Regions from separate parts of the Arachis hypogaea genome. Here region 1 is linked to region 2. The links are chromatin contacts, called in public Hi-C maps. All regions are on one chromosome and are shown on one strand. Each heading gives the region's core, a stretch centred on a gene start, on an enhancer-like site or on the middle of the called end of the contact. The rest is flanking DNA. Distances are from core to core; before and after follow the strand shown.

The links. Hi-C and Micro-C count contacts between places; a contact is called where the count stands out from the background.
Region 1: a contact with region 2 is called in a Hi-C map of an unstated tissue, with 5 times the contacts expected there. The contact joins the promoter of LOC112796575 here to the enhancer-like site in region 2. A contact is called at or near these places in 6 of 8 Hi-C or Micro-C datasets (leaf and an unstated tissue).

What each region holds. Positions count from the first base shown.
Region 1 is chr4:28,255,370-28,260,564 of arahy.Tifrunner.gnm2.J5K5, forward strand. LOC112796575 (nifU-like protein 3, chloroplastic) reads right to left here and starts at 3,446. Exons shown (of 4, transcript XM_025839101.3): 1 at 3,025-3,446; 2 at 2,751-2,871; 3 at 1,640-1,938; 4 at 1,140-1,501. The coding sequence starts at 3,084. The coding sequence ends at 1,310.
Region 2 is chr4:28,168,358-28,173,359 of arahy.Tifrunner.gnm2.J5K5, forward strand. It overlaps LOC112796572 (pentatricopeptide repeat-containing protein At4g17616), which reads left to right. Exons shown (of 6, transcript XM_025839087.3): 3 at 754-2,838; 4 at 3,646-3,871; 5 at 4,116-4,654. The coding sequence starts at 802. Among protein-coding and RNA genes, the nearest start is that of LOC112796572, 6.7 kb to the left of the region's middle. Within about 2 kb of position 3,369, at least 3 of the 3 cell types and tissues checked have open chromatin away from gene starts, as enhancers often do.

The DNA of each region.
Region 1 (5,195 bases), core at 2,196-4,695, 87 kb after region 2:
AAAGAAGTAGATACGGTTTACAACAATAAAAAAAAAAAATAGATAACAATTAATATTATTTTTTTTCTTCTTTACATTTAATATTTACTATAAATATAAAAAATAAAATAACTAATGAATAAAAATTTGAGTAAGAAATAAAACTCCATAATTAAAATTCAATTTGAACACTAGTAGTGGTCGGTTGCCCGCTAGAAGAGTGCTTGAAGCCCTGTTGGCTGATGAATTGCTGCTCCAATTGCTTGGAAGAGCATCAGTGCTCTTCATTTTTGCCACTATGTTCGCCACCAAATTCCCCTCTCTTGGAGCCCATGCGAAGCCCCCAGATGAGGCTTTGATTGTGATTGCAGATTCCTCCAGCACCTTGTCGTTGATGGATTAATTGGGTACTGTACAATGCGCGTTTGAGAGAGCTGCTGGAGTAAGAGTATTGATTGGAGTGCTCGAGGCCTTGATACAATAACAATTTATTTGTCTTTTGAGTGACCAGTGACCACAGGGAGTTTAAAATTTGGTTGAGACCAAATAATAGATAGAAATTCTGAAAGTGTTGCGTGAGTTTGTGATATTATAATAATACATATATATGATTAAAAAGGATTGATTAATGGATTTTACTAAATTGAATATTTGTTGAGAATTTAATTTTGATATATATAAAATATTTTACATAATCATTCAATCAAAATTAAACTCCTTGTTGAACTGAATATATCTCTATTTTATTTTCTAAATCATAAACAATCTACCCTTTTATGCCACTGAAATGAATTAATGTCATTCGTCAAAATAAAAAATGAATTGAGATCAGATATTTGGAAACCACACCTTGTCATTGATATTAACATAGTATCATCGTGCATTATGAACCCCTCAAAAGCTGTATACATTTTACCAATTACCAAATTTTCAGTGTGCTTTGCAACATTATTGCGAGGTTCTTTAACTAGAATCTATATTTATAAATTATTTTCCTTGACCCCATAAAATCATTTCTAATTCTTATTCTGAGAAGTTACATCAATTATCTAGAAGACTTTCTTTAGTTTGGTTGTCTTGAAGTGAACTGTGTTTCATTTTATGTATAAATCAAATGTCATATATGAATTTAAATCTGCATGTTACTCACACAGTCGCACTTGCATAAATCTTATGATGTAGATTGAGAATGCTAACATTAATTCATGTATGATTTTGACACTAATTTTCTTTTCCAAAACAGAAATTTACATGCTCTTTGTATGAATTAGTTCCATTTTGATCTTGTAACAAAAGTTCAAAGTATACAAGAACTTGTATGTTTCTTACATCAGTCTATTAGCTGCACAGCTCCAATAGAAGGTATCTTGTCTCTCAACTTTTGCGTTAGTGCCACGCGAACCGTCATAACTCCGGCCGCCGGTCCACTTAGCCGAACTTTGACAACGTAATCATCGATCTTAACAAGCTCTAATATTCCTCCCCCAGTGCCAACAAGGTATGGCCTAATTTCAGAAAGAACCTGAAAAACAAATAATATCATAGACTAAGTATTTTTCATCATGAAAAACTCTTTAGAACTTGTTAGCCTATGCTCAAACTTGATTTTTTCAATGAGTACGCAAATTCTATAAATGATGCAAGAATTTTAGTTTCATACACTCTCGACATTTTGCTCTGTTAACTCGAGGCCAGTCTCGGCGTCCACAATCTGCTCCACTTCCATGATTTCTGGGATCTTATCACGAAGGCGAGTCTCAATTCCCATCTTTAATGTCATGGCCGAGCTAGGACACGAGCCACATGCTCCTTGAAGCTTGAGGACGACGACAAGGCCATCTATCTCGTGCAAAGCCACATTCCCTCCATCAGCCATCAAGCCAGGTCTAACCTCATCCAAAACCTTCTCCACATTCTCTTCTGTCAATGGCAGCACACAGCTTGGGGATACAACTCTTCCTACAACATTCAATTGTGAATCAACTCAATCAACTATATACTTTTTTTTGCTACACACATTCATCTATTATGGTTTATATGGGTGACAATGATTAGGGTATGGTAGATTATAAGCTCTGTCCTAAGTCCTAGCCCTACTCGCAGGCTTAAACTCCTCAACCTGAACCATTCCCGCACTCTAAATCTTGCAACCCGATTGTACCCGAACCGATCCGCACAACAAATTATCTTCACTCTAGTCTTTCCAGACATTTCATAATATCAAATATCATTTTGAAAAAGTCTAGGACCAGTACTTTTATTTAAATTTGGCCAACACTTAACCAGCAAAAGAAAAGTGAGTAATTCCATACCATTAGATATTAATACGGACTAATTGATGGTTACAAATCACAAAACTTGCTGATCCCCTAGCACTCCTCTATTATTTTATCTATGATTAGCAAATTGAATTATTAGTTTGGTGGTACTAAGTATTTGTGCAAAAGACAAGAATTTAAGTTCAAATTTTTTACTGGCTCATCATATGTATATGTATTTTTATGTACATTCACATTATATATTGAGGGTGCGAGTTGGATGATAGGATATGCTCGATACCTGAAGCCGATCCTACCCATAGATACAGGTTCCACAGCTAGCCCTATTGATTTACAAATGGATAAATCGCTTATCTATAAGCTAATCAAGTAACTAACCCTCTAATAACCCCTAATGGGTCTAGTGTATTAATAAATTTAATCCAATAAATGGTGTTCAAATTGATGAATTAGTTAGAAGAATGCATTGACATGAAAAGAGAGTAGTAGCACCTGCTTTGTTCCGTGGAGAACGGGATGATATAAGTCCAAAATATTGTTTGATGTCCATTTGGTGACCTCTAACAAAACAACTCTCATTTGAAGAAAATCCTCTGCCATTTGAAACTCGATTCTGAAAATAAAATTAAGAATAAAAATAGGTGCAAAATTTTGAGTCACATAAACACAACAAACATAGCAATATAATCCACCTAAGAATTTTGTAAAGATGGCATAATTAGATGAATAAAATTCCTTAATTTCTCAGAAGAAGGAAACAACGTACCTTAAGGAAACAACACGGGTTAGAGAATAATAATAATGTATGATGAGTTGCACAAAGCATTGCAATCAGTAAAAGCTACCATAAGGTTATGGTAACATACAATTGTCTCATCTTGTTTTGAATGGAGTTAAAGGAATTAGTTTAAGTTCTTATGTTTTTGCAGCAGCAGTGGCCTTTGGATGGTTGATACTGGTACACAGCAATTGATTGGTTCAAGTTGATTTTGTTTCTGATGACGCTCCATGATGATAATGAAAAGTGAAATAAAATAAAATAAAATAAAAATGTGGCCAAGTTTTTTCTTTTTGTTGGACTTAAAATATGGCCAAGTTTGTGGACAGAACTCAAACACACGGGTGGTTGTTAAGATTGGATCACCCATGTGCTATGATTCAAACCCAAGTTTTATGCCCAAAAGCATTAAATTCATCTTGCCAAAAATTCAGGGTGCTAAAAAATATGGGGAGGTTTCTATTTTTGTCGAAGTACATTGGACCATAGCTGTTATAATCAGACCGTATCAGGCAGTTTGACTGAAATACCCATGAAGCAGAAATTTAACTGGTTCAGTTAGGTAGTTTGTTTGTAGAGACTGGAACTGAGACGGGAAGACAGAGACTCAATATTATGTTAGTTGAGTTAGAGATTAGTACTTAAATTTCTGTTTTTGGCTTCAAAATTTCAGTATCTCCAAAAAGTAGAGACACTAGAAACAAAAAATTTTCAAGACGAGGACAGAAATTTTAATTATAATTTGTACCTAAATTGCCCCATTCTAATTCAATAATTCCAAAATTACCCTTAATGTAAATTACGGCTTCTTGATCAACCCTCGTGACTCCATCTTCTCATTCTTCCCTCGTGACTCCATCTTCTCATTCTTCTATAGAACAGCCACTGCAATCTCTGAAGCACCGTCTCAAGAACTACCATTGTCTCGTCGCTAGCCTCGCCACCGCTAGGTAAGTGATTTGCCGCTTGCAAGTTCATTTTCGTAACCCCCATCTTCCCATCTCCTCTTTTTCTCCTTCACAGGAAAATCAAAGAATGAAGTTGTCGCCTCTCCCCGGTTGCTATTGACGCCAACCATCAACTCCTCGTCCTAACTGCTTTGACCTAGGTTAGTTTTATACAAAAATGGTTTAATTTATTGATTCCTTTCATCTTTTCCGTCGTGCCCTAATCTGTGGATTTGTTCTTTTCATCTTTTCTATCATGCCCTAATCTATGAAAGTTTCTTTGACGAGAATGAATGCCAAGCTGACTAACCCATTTATTTAAGCTTTATAACAGCATGAGTTTATGATGTTTACTTCCTTTTTTGTCTCGTAAGAACTAGAACTGAACAATCTGGGATCAGTTGCTAAGTTTGGTCAGTTTGATACCAGGGTCAGTGATTAAGTTTGGCCATTTTAATGAGTTTCCATGTCTCTGTTTAGTTTAATACTTGTGGATTAGTGCATCTTCAAACCACAATAGGTGCGTCTTTATATCAGTATTTTGGTTTATATATTAGAGCTATTGTTAGTTAGGCTACAATTCTTTACATATCTATTTGAGTGGAAGAATGTTTGTTCTCTAAACTGATAAGTAAAATTGTTGAATGTACATGATATCATATAAATATGTTTGATATGGCTTAGGTGATAATGACGGCACAGTTATTTGTGTCAAGTGTGAACCATTTCATATTTAAATTACTAAATCTTTTTTTTTTACCTTTTGGAAGACTTTGATTTGCTTAAAGTACCTGAAAAAGTCACTTTCAGCTTATGAAATAAGAGAGAGAAATTGATATTATCATTTTTATTGTGTTTCTATTGTATTTTCTGTTTTGATTTCCAATTGAAACTTAATTAAAATTGAAAAGTAAATAGAGTTGCATGTCTTTTGATTCCAATTTTTTATTCTTGTTTTTGGTTCTAAGAAGATATAGCAGATTTTGCATTTTGAAGTGTTAGATTTATTTTAATGTTTATGCGTTTTTTTATATAATGACTTTGCTAGGAAGAAATGGAGCAGTTGAAAATTATTAAGCAATGGCTCCTAGCCTATAGATCAGAATTCTCTTTTCAAACAAGTTTAATAATGGTAAGACATGCAACTAATAACACGGATTTGTCATGATCATGTTAATGAAATTTCTAATAATTCTTTGTCATTATCTGTCC
Region 2 (5,002 bases), core at 2,119-4,618:
ATCAATGATGCATATGTAGGGGATAAGATTTTCAACAATAGATTGTCCAAATTTCAAACACACTTCTTCATTCTTTGAATTTACATTTATTCTCTTTGAACTAGGTGCTTTAATTAACTTTTGAAATTTCCATATGTCACCAGCCACGTGGTAAGACTTTGGGGACTTCCACCTTTTATCACATTTGGTGACTTTCCAACGCCAATATTTGAAGCACATGCAGACAAATGAGACCAATTCCTATAGATATAGCTAGCAAACAAAAGCATCAGGAAGAAGGATATAGTGACATGTGGAGCTATATGCTGGATTTATAGGAAATAAAAATAAAAATAAAAATGATCAAAAAGAAAAAGAAAAGTGACACTAGATGGCCCAAACAGCGGGAACTTTTGGGCCCAGATACTATTAGTTTTCTAATCCAACTCTGCTTCCACTTGTTCTCTGTCTCACCCCACCGAAGATCTCGTCACTCCTTCATCTCTCAGCCTTGAGCAATTGAGCCTTCAGGCCTTCACCATCGCTGTTGTCGTTAGTTCTGCAGGTGGCATTTGTCCCTCAGCCATCACAGCCTCACTTTCTTCCTGTATATTTTATTTTATTTTATTTTTGGCAGTATGAGGCTTAGCTGCCTAATTCTAATTGTGTATAATGAGAATAATGGATTATGTAGTTGTTGCTTCTAAAATTGTTATTTATTTAATTGATAATATCTCTTTTATTTTGTAACTTCTTACTCTCTTGGCACTGCAGTCGTGCAGTCGTGTATGCATCAAGCTCATTAGGTACAGGCATCCTGGAATGGTTCTTCCTTTCACAAGATACATTCCATTGCACAACTGTTTGGTCAGAAAGGCTTCAACTTTGCAGAGATTTTTTCCTGGGCATTTCAATCCCATTTTGCAAAAAATTTCCACTTCTAGTAGTAGTGACTGTGAAAGATTACCATGGGAACGTTCTACCCAAGCAATTCTACTAGGGAAGCTCAAAACTGCTTTGAGAAACCATCAGATGCATGAAGGATGGGAATCCTTTCAGGATTTTAGGACACTGTATGGGTACCCTGAGGTTCGGTTGCTAAACCAGCTCATTGTTCAGCTGTCTTATTCATCTAATCATTCTTGGACGAGAAAAGCTTTTGATTTGGTTTTGCAGGTGGTTGAAGAGGAGAATAATTCTGGTTTGGTTCATGTTGATACGTTAACCAAACTTGCACTTTCTTTGGCAAGGTTGCAAATGTCAACCTCTGCAGCGGTGATTCTTAGATTGATGCTGGATAAGGGGTGTGTGCCCCCTATGCATTTGTTGTGCTTGGTCTTCTTGCACCTTGTGAAGACAGAGATTGGAGCATATATTGCATGTAATTATTTGTCTCAGGTTTGTGACTTTTACATTTGCTTGAAGGATAAAAAGGCTCAATCTGCGGATGTGGTTAAGCCAGATGCATCAATCTTTTGCCTTGTTCTTGATGCTTGTGTGAGGTTTAATTTACCCTTGAAGGGCTTGTTGCTGATTGAATTAGTGGCACTAACTGGGACAGTGGTTGATGCACACACTGTTGTAATAGTTTCACAGATTCTAGAGATGAATGGTTTAAGAGATGAAATAAGGGAATTAAAAGATCACATTGATAGTGTGTCAGCTGCTTTCATTCGCCTCTATCGACAATTCTATGATAGTTTGTTGAGCTTGCACTTCAAGTTTAATGACATTGATGCTGCTGCTAAGCTTGTTTTTGATATGAATAGTTCACATAATCGTCATGATCATAAAGAAAATAGGAAAGATCTTAAAAACCCTTGCTCTATTGCAATTGGATCGCGTAACCTTAGGACTGGACTAAAGATACATATTGAGCTTGAGCTGCTGCAGAATGATTCTGTCGTTAAACCTGAAGGTAGACAAGACCTGATCTTTTATAGGGGTCAAAAACTTGTTCTCAGCAACAGAGCACTGGCAAAATTCATTACCGGTTACAAGAAAGATGGGAGGATTAGTGAACTTTCAAAGCTTTTACTTAGCGTTCAAGAGGAACTATATTCAGTAGCAGGATCTCGTTTGTGTTCTGATGCAATTGGTGCTTGCATTCACTTTGGATGGCTTGAATCTGCTCATGACATTTTGGATGATGCAGAGGCTGCTGGATCTCCATTGGACTGGGATACATATATGTTACTCTTGTCAGCATATCGTAGGCGCAGAATGCAAAGAGTAGCAAAGGCACTGCTAAAACAAATGACAAGGGTTCATTTGGATAATGAATTGGCTGATGATACTATCCACGAACACTTTCACTGTGTGGAAACATCAGATTCACTTGGTAAATCGAATTTGGTTGTCACCTTGGTTCAAATATTGAAAGATGAAGATCAGATTTTCCCTTTGGTGTACGAGTTTAATTCTTCCATCCACTTCTTTTGCATGGCTAGAATGATGGAAGATGCACTAAAGGTGTATAGAAGAATGGTTGAAATGAACATTCAGCCCACTATTCAGACTTTTGCTTATCTGCTACGTGGATATTCATCTCTTGGTATGTATCGCGAGATCACAATCTTGTGGGGAGAGATTAAGAGATTCATGAAGGGTTGTGGTTTTCCGGCAAATAGAGATTTATACGAGTTACTACTAATAAACTTTCTTCGCGGTGGATACTTTGAGCGAGTGATGGAAGTCATTGGCCATATGAGAGACCAAAACATGTATGCTGATAAGTTGATGTATAAAGTTGAGTTCTTAAGACTTCACAAAAATCTTTATAAGAGTTTAAAAGCATCAGATGCAAGAACAGAAGCACAACTCAAAAGGCTTGAGCATGTTCAGGAGTTTAGGAAATGGGTGGGTATAGTTTGAGTTTTCCAATATATCCATCTGTCATGGTGTACTTTTTGTGGTATTATTCATTAATCCTATCAATCATCAAATGGATCCATCATTTGATCTTTGCTCATTAATCATAGAATCATAGCTGCTGTTCTTTGCCGAGAAATGCAATTATGTTGCCAGTTGCAACCTTTGTAGATGAAATCATTTTCATGGTTGATGATGTTTGAACTATTATTGCACTACCATTGGGGATTTTCCTTGAGGGTAAAGCTTATATCGAAGGGATTTATGAACACATGCAATAGAACTTTAGTGATTTAATGCATGTAAATTGATTTAATTATGTAACTACATCATGTGGAGTATCAATGAAAAATTTTCAGTGGTCTTTATTTGCTAACCAGAATCCAAAGCTTTTTTTTTTTTTTGGTCAAGTGGATTGGACAGTCCAAATTTTAAGCATTACATCCATGCATTATACACACACACTGCATGGGTACACACTATTAGCATGGTTTTATATTCCTCTAAGAGGATTTGAATCCGGTGCAGCTCTATGTGAAGCAAACAAAGTATCATTTTTTTGGGTCATGAAGACCGAAGTATCTTCAATCCAACCCAACTAAACTACATGAGGAAGCCCATAACATAAAGATAAGTGTATAAGACCCAAAAAAAGGAAAAGAAAATGTATGTGAGAGATTAAGGCCCAAGAAAACGGGCCAAGTTAAGGTGGCCCATGAGCATGAGAAGATGGCAGACGCAACAAACATTCAGTTCCAATGCAAAAATAAAACATTGTTTTTCTTTTGTCATCAGCATTCAAGATTCATCCACCGAGCAAGGAGACAGAGAGAAACAGAGATGGAAGAGCAGAGAGAGAAGCAGGTGATGAGTTCGGAAGCGATGGAGAAAATATCGGAGAGGCTATCGTGTTTGGAGAACCTGTACTTCCCACGCGCCCTCCAATCCTCCGCCACTCTCCCTTCCCAGCGCAAGCAAATCTTCCGCGACCTTCTCTCCAGAGACGTTCCTCTCTTCTTAGGTATCTAATTCTAAACCCTTACTCTTCTCCATCAACGAAGTTCAGCATCAAAGGTGTTGTAATGTCTTGTTATTTATTTATTTTGATTGGACACTTTCTTGCAACTTTAGGTATATATCGAGAGTGAATATAGAAATGAATTCAAAGTTGATTGTGCTTGCTTTTGAGAAAACAATGGAGTTAGGGTTTTCTTGTTAACTTATTACTGTATCCTTAGTAAGGTTATAATCTGTTTTTGTACTAGAACGATATGGTTCTGAGCTTATTAGCGATGAGCTGGGACAGTTTGATTCCATGAAAGACGACTATGAGGTTAATTGGCATCTAAAGAGGCTTAGGAGCATAATGAGCCCAACTTCGGAGGAGTTGAGGATGCGGTCAGTGACTGTGAAGAACCGAAGGCGGGCTTACTTGGATAAATTGGTGTATGATGGGCATTACTTCTCCGAAGACGCCATGAGGGAAAGGGAGCCTTACCTGCACCATGAATATGTTGGGAAGTTTCAGGACCAGAGCAGCAGGGGCATGGCTAGGCCCGGGGAGCGCTGGTCTGAGACTTTAATGAGACGATGTGAGGAAGCTGAGCTGGTTGCCAAGATTAGAGGGGAGCAGCAGAGGATGGGTGTGCCCGAAAGGGATTGGGTCGGTAATGAGGGGTTTCAAGAAGAGGAAGAGGAAGAGGAAGAGGAAGAGGAAGAGGAAGAAGAAGAAGAGGAGGAGGAGGAGGAGAAGGAGCGGAATGAAGAAAGGAAAAAGGATGGAAGCAACACACAGTCTGCTGTGGTACTTTTCTTTAAACTTTCTTAACCTGTTTCAATGCAAGTTTGTTTTGTTTAATTCTATTTTTGGTGTTGTGTCTATCAGGATAATCTTGCAACACCTTGCTTATGATATTGTTAGGTTTTAATTTGTAAGCTTATTATATAGTCTTTATGCTCAGCTTGGTTAAGGAGTTATGTGTTGTATTTGATCTAGAAGCATGAGCATTCTGGTACTTTGGTGACAATGTTTCTTAATGTGTACTTTACTTGTATTTGGATATTCTGCTAAATAACTGTATTTGAATTGGGACACTCATCGTTATTCATGGTCAAGGGTTCAGGACAGTCTTTGTTTGGCTGTTCTCTCTAA